Regions from separate parts of the Zea mays genome. Here all the other regions are linked to region 3. Evidence: chromatin contacts called from public Hi-C data. All regions are on one chromosome and are shown on one strand. Each heading gives the region's core, a stretch centred on a gene start, on an enhancer-like site or on the middle of the called end of the contact. The rest is flanking DNA. Distances are from core to core; before and after follow the strand shown.

What was found. A called contact is a pair of places that touch in the nucleus more often than the background predicts.
Region 1: a Hi-C map of bundle sheath shows a contact between it and region 3, with 3 times the contacts expected there. The contact joins the promoter of LOC103654801 here to the promoter of LOC103654795 in region 3. A contact is called at or near these places in 7 of 25 Hi-C or Micro-C datasets (bundle sheath, ear, endosperm and 3 more).
Region 2: a contact with region 3 is called in a Hi-C map of ear, with 1.7 times the contacts expected there. The contact joins the promoter of LOC100273352 here to the promoter of LOC103654795 in region 3. A contact is called at or near these places in 3 of 25 Hi-C or Micro-C datasets (bundle sheath, ear and leaf).
Region 4: a contact with region 3 is called in a Hi-C map of tassel, with 2.3 times the contacts expected there. The contact joins the promoter of LOC100284862 here to the promoter of LOC103654795 in region 3. A contact is called at or near these places in 4 of 25 Hi-C or Micro-C datasets (bundle sheath, ear, leaf and 1 more).

What each region holds. Positions count from the first base shown.
Region 1 is chr4:238,623,106-238,625,805 of Zm-B73-REFERENCE-NAM-5.0, forward strand. It overlaps LOC103654801 (cytokinin dehydrogenase 7), which reads left to right and starts at 1,321. Exons shown (of 3, transcript XM_008681615.3): 1 at 1,321-2,016; 2 at 2,117-2,523; 3 at 2,622-2,700. The coding sequence starts at 1,419.
Region 2 is chr4:238,158,266-238,160,985 of Zm-B73-REFERENCE-NAM-5.0, forward strand. LOC100273352 reads right to left here and starts at 1,324. Exons shown (of 1, transcript NM_001159432.1): 1 at 340-1,324. The coding sequence starts at 1,319. The coding sequence ends at 714.
Region 3 is chr4:238,385,446-238,388,145 of Zm-B73-REFERENCE-NAM-5.0, forward strand. It overlaps LOC103654795 (probable serine/threonine-protein kinase SIS8), which reads left to right and starts at 1,293. Exons shown (of 12, transcript XM_008681611.3): 1 at 1,293-2,440. The coding sequence starts at 1,571.
Region 4 is chr4:238,523,374-238,526,073 of Zm-B73-REFERENCE-NAM-5.0, forward strand. It overlaps LOC100284862 (elongation factor 1-gamma 2), which reads right to left and starts at 1,383. Exons shown (of 8, transcript NM_001157757.2): 1 at 1,307-1,383; 2 at 1,163-1,207. The coding sequence starts at 1,171.

The DNA.
Region 1 (2,700 bases), core at 71-2,570, 240 kb after region 3:
TGAACAGAGACAAGTATGATATCGTTGAGTTCCAAATTTAAAAAAATCAATAAAAAAAATTTAAAACAGAATGTTGACGAGGGAAAAAAATATGAAGGTGCTTGCACACCTGTCACTCCATGCCGGACATCAACAGATTAATTGTTCAAGTGGTGGGAGTCAGCTGCTTCCAGTTTACCTGCCTGCGCCAGCGGTTGGTAGACAGGATTGTTGCCACGTGGACGAAATCTCCTGCCGCCAGCTGGTTGATCACGGCAGGCAGTCACATGCTTCTTGCCAAGATTACCGCGAGGGTGTAATCGTCTGGGTTATATTAAGGCACCGTTTGCTTCCATTAAACTTTAGTCCCTACCTTATTTGGTTATAGTGATTAAACAGATTCTAACTACATTAAATACAACACATAAAGATCAAAATAATTTTTTTTGTTTCACACCAGTTTTCTAAGCAATAGCAATTGGAGTAAATGTTACCCTTTAATTCCTTTAGCACTCATGTGAGGGACTAAAGACTAAAGTCAATTATTCCCTATTTTAGTCCTTCTGTTTGGCAAAATAGAGACTAAACGGGACTAAAAGCCAGAAACTAAAGATTAGTCTCTCTAACCATGACCGATTCAGGCTAGAACTACAGTCTATAACTACTTTTTACATAGATTAATTTATTCCTTTGCTATATACTAGTCTGTAAAAAAATTAAGATATATGTAAAAACAAACTGTAGCTACGCATGTTTTAGTTTAACATAGTTGATAGTTGTACTCCTTCCGTTTCTTTTTAGTTGTCGCTGGATAGTTCAATTTTGTACTATCCAGCGACAACTAAAACGAAACGGATGGAGTAATTTATTGAAGTCTACTCAAACAAAAAAAATTGCTATATGATAGTTGTAAGAGAAAAGCTTTACCTTTTATTTGAGTAGGAAAGAGAACTAACAGGCAGCTTATATTTTGGCCACTGTACCGGCCCGCCCCAGCTATTTTTAAGCCAGCAAAGGCACGAAAAAAAAAATTCTCGGAATCTCTCTGACCTTACACGATCCATTTAAAAAACAACGACATTGCTCTGGCCAATGATCATTTCATACTCTCAGCAAGTCAACATCTCCAAACCAGAAGATGGGACCCATCAACATAAGTTCACCACCAGTGTGGCTTCACAGGTACATTGCTCTTTGTTTTTAGCAAAGTCAATCAGCTTCAGAATATTCAGAACAAATTTCAGTAATCCGAAAGGCTGTTGTGCTTCCATTTGTCAACGTTTGCGAGGCCAGATGGTACCCCCGCCTATAAATACCATGGAAGTTCTTGGCCTCTAAGACACACAAGCGATCTCTACTCCTATAGTTTCTATAACCCCCACAAAAGCGTCCAGGTCCCACAGTCACCTCCGATTGCATTGTGTTGCCGCAAGACAAGCATGGCAAGGACTCGTTTCGTGGCCGTCGCCGCCCTCCTCACAAGCTTCCTCTCCGTCGCTGTTGGGCAGCCCCGGCCACTGCCCGCCGCCGTCCTCCCGAGCGATCTTTTCGGGCTGGGCATCGCGTCGAGGATCCGCACGGACCGCAACTCGACGGCTAAGGCGGCGACGGACTTCGGCCAGATGGCGAGGGCAGCGCCGGAGGCCGTGTTCCACCCCGCCACGCCGGCCGACATCGCCGCGCTCGTCCGGTTCTCCGCCTCGTCGGTCGCTCCGTTCCCTGTGGCGCCGCGCGGGCAGGGCCACTCCTGGCGCGGCCAGGCGCTCGCCCCGGGCGGCGTCGTCGTGGACATGGGCTCGCTGGGGCGCGGCCCCCGCATCAACGTGTCCGTCGCGGAGCCGTTCGTCGACGTCGGCGGGGAGCAGCTGTGGGTCGACGTCCTCCGCGCCACGCTGCGACACGGCCTGGCGCCCCGCGTGTGGACCGACTACCTCCGGCTCACCGTCGGCGGCACGCTCTCCAACGCTGGCATCGGCGGGCAGGCGTTCCGGCACGGCCCGCAGATCGCCAACGTGCATGAACTCGACGTCGTCACAGGTATTGATTGATCGATGGTTACACTCCCAGTGACAATTACATATGCAGCTAATCACACACGAATGCTAATAATAGTTTATACATGTCATGAACAATGCAGGCACAGGTGAGATGGTGACATGCTCCATGGACGTGAACTCGGACCTGTTCATGGCGGCTCTAGGTGGGTTAGGCCAGTTCGGGGTCATAACCAGGGCACGGATCCGGCTTGAGCCGGCGCCCAGGAGGGTGCGCTGGGTTCCACTTGCCTACACCGACGTCGCTACTTTCACCAAGGATCAGGAGTTTCTCATATCGAACCGGGCTAGCCAAGTCGGGTTCGACTACGTCGAAGGCCAGGTCCAGCTCAGCCGGTCCTTGGTCGAAGGTCCCAAATCAACACCCTTCTTCTCCGGCGCCGATCTTGCTAGGCTTGCTGGACTCGCGTCGAGGACCGGACCTACTGCGATATACTACATCGAAGGCGCCATGTACTACACCGAGGACACCGCGATATCTGTGGATAAGGTACAGATCAGCTTGAACACAAAAAAAAAAACCTCGAACTTTATTGTTGCTTTGGACGAAAGGAAACTCATTTGTTGTTGATGTATGAATCGTTGCAGAAAATGAAGGCACTCCTGGATCAGCTGAGCTTCGAGCCAGGGTTTGCGTTCACCAAGGACGTGACGTTCGTGCAGTTCC
Region 2 (2,720 bases), core at 74-2,573, 230 kb before region 3:
ACTGTGACACCCCCGTTCCATTTGCGGTATATATGTGCTGCCACAAATTCAGACCTTCTTCCTGACACGTATGATGCTGCGTCACTGTTTAGTATGGCAGCAAAACAAACTAGGGGTTGATTTGATGATCATGAATCCTAATCCTCTTGCTATTTAAATTTGAATAGTAAGGGTATTCCTCCCCCACATGTCTCTGATCACCAAATCAGTCTAGAGCACTAGACGATGGAGGAGCAGGTCAGGATTTGATCACTTCACCGGCTTCTGAGATACAGTTACAATAGTGAATCCGAAGCCGGCCTTTTCAAAGAGGCCATCAACAGCAGTCTTGCCTGTAGTAGTAGTAATAATTTACAGAAATCTTATTCTATACACACATATATACATACGCAGCACCTATATTTACATAGACCAGAGTCCAGATATCTGTTCTGTAAAGAGGAGTAGGACACCCACAGCATGAACTTCCTCCTTCCCTCACAAGACACGAGATCACTCACCAAGAGAAGAAGCTCCACAGCTCATGCTAGTATGCTACTACATACAACCAAATCCATCTCCTAAAGATTAAAAAAACTCCTAACTCCAAGAACAAGTAACAGGAGGTACTGGTGCGGCGGTGGGCATGCAGTGCACCAGCTCATATGGTAGACCGTACCGTAGTAGTACCACTCCGATAGGCCGGTGGGCACGGCGATGGAGCTGGCGATCGATCACCACCAGCCGTAGGCCGCGCCGGAGCACTTGCCCTTGATCCAGCTGACGCCGCGGCGCACCGACTCCCGGACCTTCCCTTCCACGCCGTACGTCTTGTACACGACCAGCCGCCGCCGCTGCACCTCGGCGTCGTCCGCCCCCGCCCGCAGCTTCCTCCTGGGCGCCGGGACCGCGCCGGCGGTGTCGTCCATCGCGGCGAAGGACGGGGCGTACCCCCTCAGGTTGACGGAGCGGCGGTTGGCGGAGGTCCAGTTGGTGACGCTGCCGGAGCGCTTCAGCTGCCCGCCGGTATCGGCCAGGGTGGGCCCGTAGGAGGCCGCGTAGGAGGCGCTGTAGGAGCGCAGGTTCAGCCCCGGGGCGGCCCGGCCACCGGCGGCGGCGGTGGGGCCGCTCTTGGTGCTCCCGGCCCGCTGCACGGGCGGCGGCGCCGGCGGCGTGCTCCACGAGCTCACGCTCCTGGCGCGCTGCACCGTGGACGGCGCCGCTGTCGTCGGTCGCTCGTAGGAGGCGCTGTAGCTCCGGAGGTTCATCGCCCCCGCCCCCGCCCCGGCGCCGTACTGGCTGCCCCTCTCCGCGCACGACAACGACCTCTCCATTGCCATCCCACTCTTTCTCTCTCTGCGACAACGGACAAGCAAGCAGCGCGAGGAGAGGAGGGGCGGGAGGCCGCCTCTTTATGATGGCCGGGTAGCCAGGTGGCCCGGGAGGCGTAGAGCAGCCCGTGAGAGGCTGGCTTTCTGAGCCGTCGGATGCAAGAACCTGCGTGCTATCGACGGTTATTAGTATCCGTCCTGCAAGCTGTCGGATAGGAGAATTGGCAGCTGAGATGGGTGGGGGACGGTGCTGCTCAATTCTTCGTCGTGGCGATTTATGTGACATTTAAAGGCTGTCGATTCGGGATTTTTGTTCGGCTTCATTGCCAGCTGCCCTAGACCCCTAGCGCATCGTCGAGCAAGAAGCTAGAATAGTAACTGCACCTTATCCTTTTGCTCCCTGCACATCCAAATTATAACAAAATTCTTATGAACCGATAAGGGCTTGATCATAATATCTACAATCTGAACCTTATGAAACGACCCGCACACCAAGTTATTGAGTGGAGACATGATCGGATGATCATATACAAAGTAATAATCGACATCCACGTGTTTAGAGAACCGATAAAATATGAGGTTGGCACAAAAATAGGTGACTGATGTTATTGTCACACCCGTATTTAAAGCGAAATCCAGATACATCTCATATGTGCGTTATAATCAAGTCCACACATATAATGACTCGGTGTATAGAGACGAATATCATAATCTTTATTACATTACAAGAATGTATTACAAAATAGCTAATGATAAATTAAATTGAACTAAGATAACTATCTCGACGACGCCATAGTTGACTAGGAGACGACGCCTAGATATTATAGGTCAATTGCTAACTTTGAGCTACATATTAGGCACTAAAAATGGATGACTTTGACTCTTTAGGACATGAAATATTATTAAGATGCATAATCAACTAAACAACTTGAGACGAGGGGTAACTAACATAAGCATGTTATTGGGTGCGACTGGTAGATCAACCAATTAGGGTTTGTTTGAGGGTGGCACCATCATATTGTTTGAGAGAGTACATGCCTCCATCATAATGCCCCTCAAGAAGACTTATCCATGTTAATGAATCCTTTTATAGAAAAAGACATAGATAAAATTCAAAATAAACATTGATATCACCTGAGAAATTGTGGACAGAGATGTGTTTGGCAATGTCGAGTGTCGGTGCTTTGGGTCCGACCGCACACCCGGGGTTGCCCCTCAAGGTGTTTTTAGGAGTAGGACGGTGTCGCCGACTGTAGCTAAATGGTTCGTGCCGGATGCACGAGGAACAATGGACAATGTTTACAGGTTTGGACCGCTTGGAGATGCGTAACACCCTACATCCTGGTGAGAATGTTTTACGTGGTGGATTACAAGGGAGCTCTCTAACACTAGAGAATAGAGAGTTGGGGT
Region 3 (2,700 bases), core at 43-2,542:
CACTATGGTATGTGGTGTATACGAACCACAATCAGGCATTCATCGAATTCGCGAGTACTACCAGCTTTCCCTCCTGCTTATGTTAGCAAGCCTGACTCGTATTGGCCAGCCACTTGTCTGTCTGGTGGACACGGAGATGTCAGAACCAGAGTATCAGACTATGTAGATCGGACTTCCGGATCATTAGTACTGAATTGTGGCAAAGTGGTTGTAATATACAGTACATTAGTTATCCAGTTAGTTTTGGGGGAGAAGCTATGTTCTCTGGCTCATGTTGTTGTTACTTAAATCAGCCAGTTGGATGTGCCAGTTGCATAGGATGTTTGTCATTGGAATTTGGAACTGACCAATTCGATTTGACTGCGATTAGTAATGGTTGTACCCCCCTCTCTCTGTTTCTTGTTGCCTAGGTTCTATGATATGTGGTGAAAAATAACAATCTTAACCCCATTATGAAGTCTTGGCACAAGAAAAAACCCCATGATTATATTATCATGGACTTCATTTTTGGTAAATAGAAGTGAGACCACTGAAATATCTATGGAAATTTGTCTTGGAGGGGGGGATGATTTATCGTCTGGTGAAACAGTTGTGATATGTGACTGCATGTTCTTTTTAATTCCTTTTATTGTTTTGCAGGGCGACCAAAATCAAGCTATTGCCATGATATCATATTACGCCTCGTCAACAGAGCCAGCACAGGTAAGAGGGAAAAATGTATACCTTCAGTACTCAAATAGACAGGAGATTGTCAACAACAAGGCAACTGGGGAAGGTTCAGGCAACGTTTTGCTTGTGGGAATGGAGGGTGTTGCACCAGATTCTGTCAGCATTGATGTTCTACACGTGGTAAGGATGTTAACAGTTGCATCGAGATTTATGTTATTTAGGCCAACTGATTTTATCTGCAGGAATACTTTGATGTGGCAGGACTGTCTTTTAGTGATGCTAACAAAAGTATAGAATAATAATTAGTATTTTTGCATATCAATGTATCTTATCATATTGATTCCATAGCAAAAGACGAATATACACCTATATCTTTTAAGGTATGTAAACATCTACTTTTAGTGATACTAACAAAAATATAGAATAATAATTAGTGTTTTTGTATATTAATGTATGGGTAGGATCACAAATAAATTATGAAATCTTTTCCTATAATATTATAGCACATTTATACATGAGTTATCATGGTATTTTATCTTCCCGTTGCAATGCACGGGCATCCACCTAGTAATAGAATAAACAATAAACGCAATGAGAGAGCAAGGTATTGGTGCTCCCTGTCGGCTGTCTTCGCCGCTGCGTGTACCTTCCTCTTCCAGCCGCGTCGAACCCGAGCGCGAAGCATCCACGACGACGCCCCCAACAGAATACAAAAATAATAATAAAAAAACCCACAGGTCACGAATGGATAGGTAGATCGCTCGAAGCGATTGAAAAATCTGCCTCCGACAATTCCTAGCGCGATTCAGCAGCTGCCTCGGATCGGATCGGATCGGATTGGACCGGCGCCGGAAGAGGAGAGGAGGCGTGGGGGGGTTCGGGGCCTGCCTCGCTGCCGCCCATGTCCCGCATGAAACACCTGCTACGCAAGCTCCACCTCGCCGGGGGCCCCGCCGGGGCCGGGGCCGGGGGCGCGGCGCCCGACCACCACCGCTCGAGGCACCGCCGCTCGGGGCATCCGACGCCGCCGCCGCCGGGGGCGGCGGTAGCGGCCCCCGAGCCGCCGCAACCGGCGGTTACTCCTGCCGCGGCTGTGTCGATCGCCCCCGCGGTGGAGGAGCCTAGAGGCCTCGAGGCGGAGGCGGCCACGACGCGGCTGGAAGAGGACTACCAGGTGCGCCTCGCGCTCGCCATCTCCGCGTCCGACCACGCGGGGCTCGTCGACGCGGACTCCGTCCAGATCCGCGCGGCAGAGCTCATCAGCCTCGGGGCCGGCGCGGGGTCCGGACACGACCGGAGCCCCGCGGAGGCCCTCTCCGCGAGGTACTGGAACCACAGCGTAGTCAACTACGACGAGCAGCTCCCCGATGGCTTCTACGACGTCTGTGGCGCGCAGCTGCATCCCGGATTCCAGGCCAAATTCCCCTCGCTCGAATACCTCAGGGCTGTCCCGCTTGGGCGTGATGCCCCGTTCCTGGCCATTTTGGTGGATCGGGAGCACGACCCTGCCCTAAAACGACTGGAAGATAGGGCTGCACAGATTGCTGCGCAGACTAGGGCAGGACATGGTGGTGCTGCTTCAGCTGAGCTTGCGCAGAAGATTGTGGGTCTCATTGTTAATGCGATGGGCGGTCTGGTTGAGGATGCTGATGGTATGAACAGGGAGTGGAGCATCAAGAGCCACGAGCTCTCTCTCCAGCTAAACAGTGTCGTTCTTCCACTTGGCTCGCTTCGGGTTGGGCTGTCGCGGCACAGATCACTGCTATTTAAGGTTAGTGACTTAACATCCTGCATCATGTCTATGGTTAATCTGATAGTTATCTTATGATATTAGATAGCAAAAGAGTATATGGAAGGATGCTAATAGTTCCCATCTTGTCATATGATTATATCTGGATCGTTAACTTATGACACGTTTGGTGCTTCGTGCACAACTATTGTCATTCCTATACATTTACTCTTTCCAATCATTATATTTGAACGCTAGGAAGATTCAAGGCAAAAGAATAGAACTTCAATTTGGTTTCTCAG
Region 4 (2,700 bases), core at 133-2,632, 140 kb after region 3:
AAATCATGAGGAGACCACAGCTACATAAGGTAATCAATCAAAAAAAACAATATGCTATAAATAATAATGATGCTTATACTGATGCCTATCTCTAGTACAAAAGTTAGGAAAATCTAATATCAAATGGGTGTCAAAAGGTGAATATGCCTTTTCTGCTCAGAAGAACCAGAACTCAACTGTATTCTGCTTAGCATCAGCAAGGATTACATTGTGACTTGGTGCTTATCAGCTCACTTGAATGAGCTTGTTTTATTGGAAACACCAAACATATTAACACAAAATTATAAACCTGGAGCAAGGTTATATTGGCAATGACTTGACGCTCGTTAACTTACAACATATCAAACTATTACTCCCTCCGTCCTAGAATATAAGGTATAACCACCTTTTGTTCTTGTCCCACAATATAAGGTGTGCTCTCTCTATGCACACGTACATCGATACAGTTGTATAGAGAGAATTAAATGCATTTTTTGGTCTTTGAACCAGTGGTAGTTACGTCTTATATAATGGGACGGATGGAGTAATACACCAAACATGTTAAAAGAAAACTACTACCCAAATCAGCATCATAGACTAGCTAATGTTAAAAGCATGGAATACATAAAAGAGTGACAAGGACCCACTTCATGTTTAAATAAAACCACTATGAAAATCACCTGTGAAACAGGGGGCGTCTGCTACCTCACAACTTCATTTTAAGTATACCAACTGATGATGGGATTAAGTGGGAGGCGTTACCATTTTCCTAACTTCAGTACGGATCTAAATGAATTCAATCTCTAAAAAGACAAAATTGAGCACACCCTTCCTCTGTGAGAAGGCAAAGATGTAGTATCCAACAAGCACTTAAGGCAACAAGATAAGGATAATCTACTATACCCATCCATGGAAGCAATAATTTAGCGATCAAATCTTAAGTTATTGTGAGAGAGACCATAAATCCGGGAAGTAGGGTCTACAGAAAGAATCCATAGAAACACATGAATGGAAATCAATTTACCAGAAAATAACATGCCACACCACAAGTCGAAATTACAATGAAAAAAATCTTGCTAATGCAAGCAACTTAAACGCCCCCCCCCCCCCCCCCCCCCCAAAGCATATCGAAAATATAAGAGCAGGAGGCTACTTAAACAACTAGTAGTTGACAAACACTTACAAGCACCATCTCGATGAAAAAGCTTAGCTTCGCTCGATCTCAGATCTGCACACCAGCAACCAAAAAATCAGTGACATCAAACACGAACAGGCGAACGACAGAAATCAAGACACGAATTCTCTCGCTAAAAGACGTGGATTTTACCGGCAGCGCGAGATCGGGCGAGCAGCGAAACAGGTGAGAGCAGAAGCAGAGTAGCAAAAACAACCCTAACGGAGCCATCTACTTATGGTGGCGGAGCTCCCAGTACCTGTGATCTGGTGCCTAGGGTTGCGCGCACGCGATCTCAGCCGTTGGATGTTCTAGCGAAGAAACTGATTGAATAGTTCACATTAGCCCGAGCATCAGTGTGGACTGTGGAGCAGCCCAACTTTCAATCAAGAATGGGCCTACTAAAGTATCTCTTGACAAGGGCCGATCACCATCCCGCCACGTGGACTGGGTTGGACCTTGCCATGTGTCTTTTTTTATTGGTCCCATAGAGTAGTCTTATGGCATGTACAACCCACGTAATGCCTTTTTGTTATCCCATTACTTCTTGTTAAAAGCAGCTAGGAATTGGAGGCATGTCCGCGCTTCACGGGTGTCGCTGCTATTGGCTTGCTGACATGTGGTTGTGGACACGAGTTTTTCTTCGATCCAACGGAAACGAAAGGAGCCATCCGCGTCGATCTCCGCCCCGACCCCTCCCTCTCCGACCCATCAGGGCAGCTGGCGCCTCTAGGGTATCTCAGCGACTCAGCTCCTCCTCCCGCGCGCTGCCAGCCGCCACCTCGGCCTCGACGCCGTAAGGTTCCCCGCCACCCATGCCCCTTGTTGACCTCGTACCACGGCGTCCCACTTTGTGCGCTCCTCCACGCGTTGCCCATCGCCTTTCAGCTCCTCTACCATCCCACTCCCCTGCCCTCGCCGCTTGGGAGCCACACCGATGCGCGCGGCGGCACACTGCGCCGAGGAGGAGCTATGTTGCCCTCCGCTCTCCTCCAATGTACCGCCCCTACGCCGAAGTCGGAAGAGACGTCGGAGCCATCGTCCCTGCGCCACGCAATGTTTGGGATGGCCTCCTACCGGTGCACGCTGCTGCTCGAGCTCCCCCTACCCCGCCTCTTGCTGTGCGCCCCCGTGTGCGCCTTCCTCGACGTGCTATGACCTCTCGTCGGGCCTCGCTCTCTGCGTCTCCGCCGATGCATCTCACTTCCCCCACTAAAGATAGTGGAGATGTTCAGGTGGACCTCCTCGCCCTCCCGTTGATCCCTGATGTGAATTAGGAATGATGATACTCTTAATTGTAAGGCTATTGGAGAGGTCAAATTATCTTCTAAAGTGTATTTATAATAATTTCTACATGTCATTGTTTAATGACCTGGTTTCCCCCTACATGTTAGCACGGTGAAGATAATCTCTTGAATAGATAATATGGTAGATCAAAACAATTGATAGGTAGAATCTTTCTCATGACCTCTATGTCTGGATTATTCTCGAGTGGACCCAATATAATTTGCCACTCTGTTCCACTGATCCAATGTCAGATCTTTACT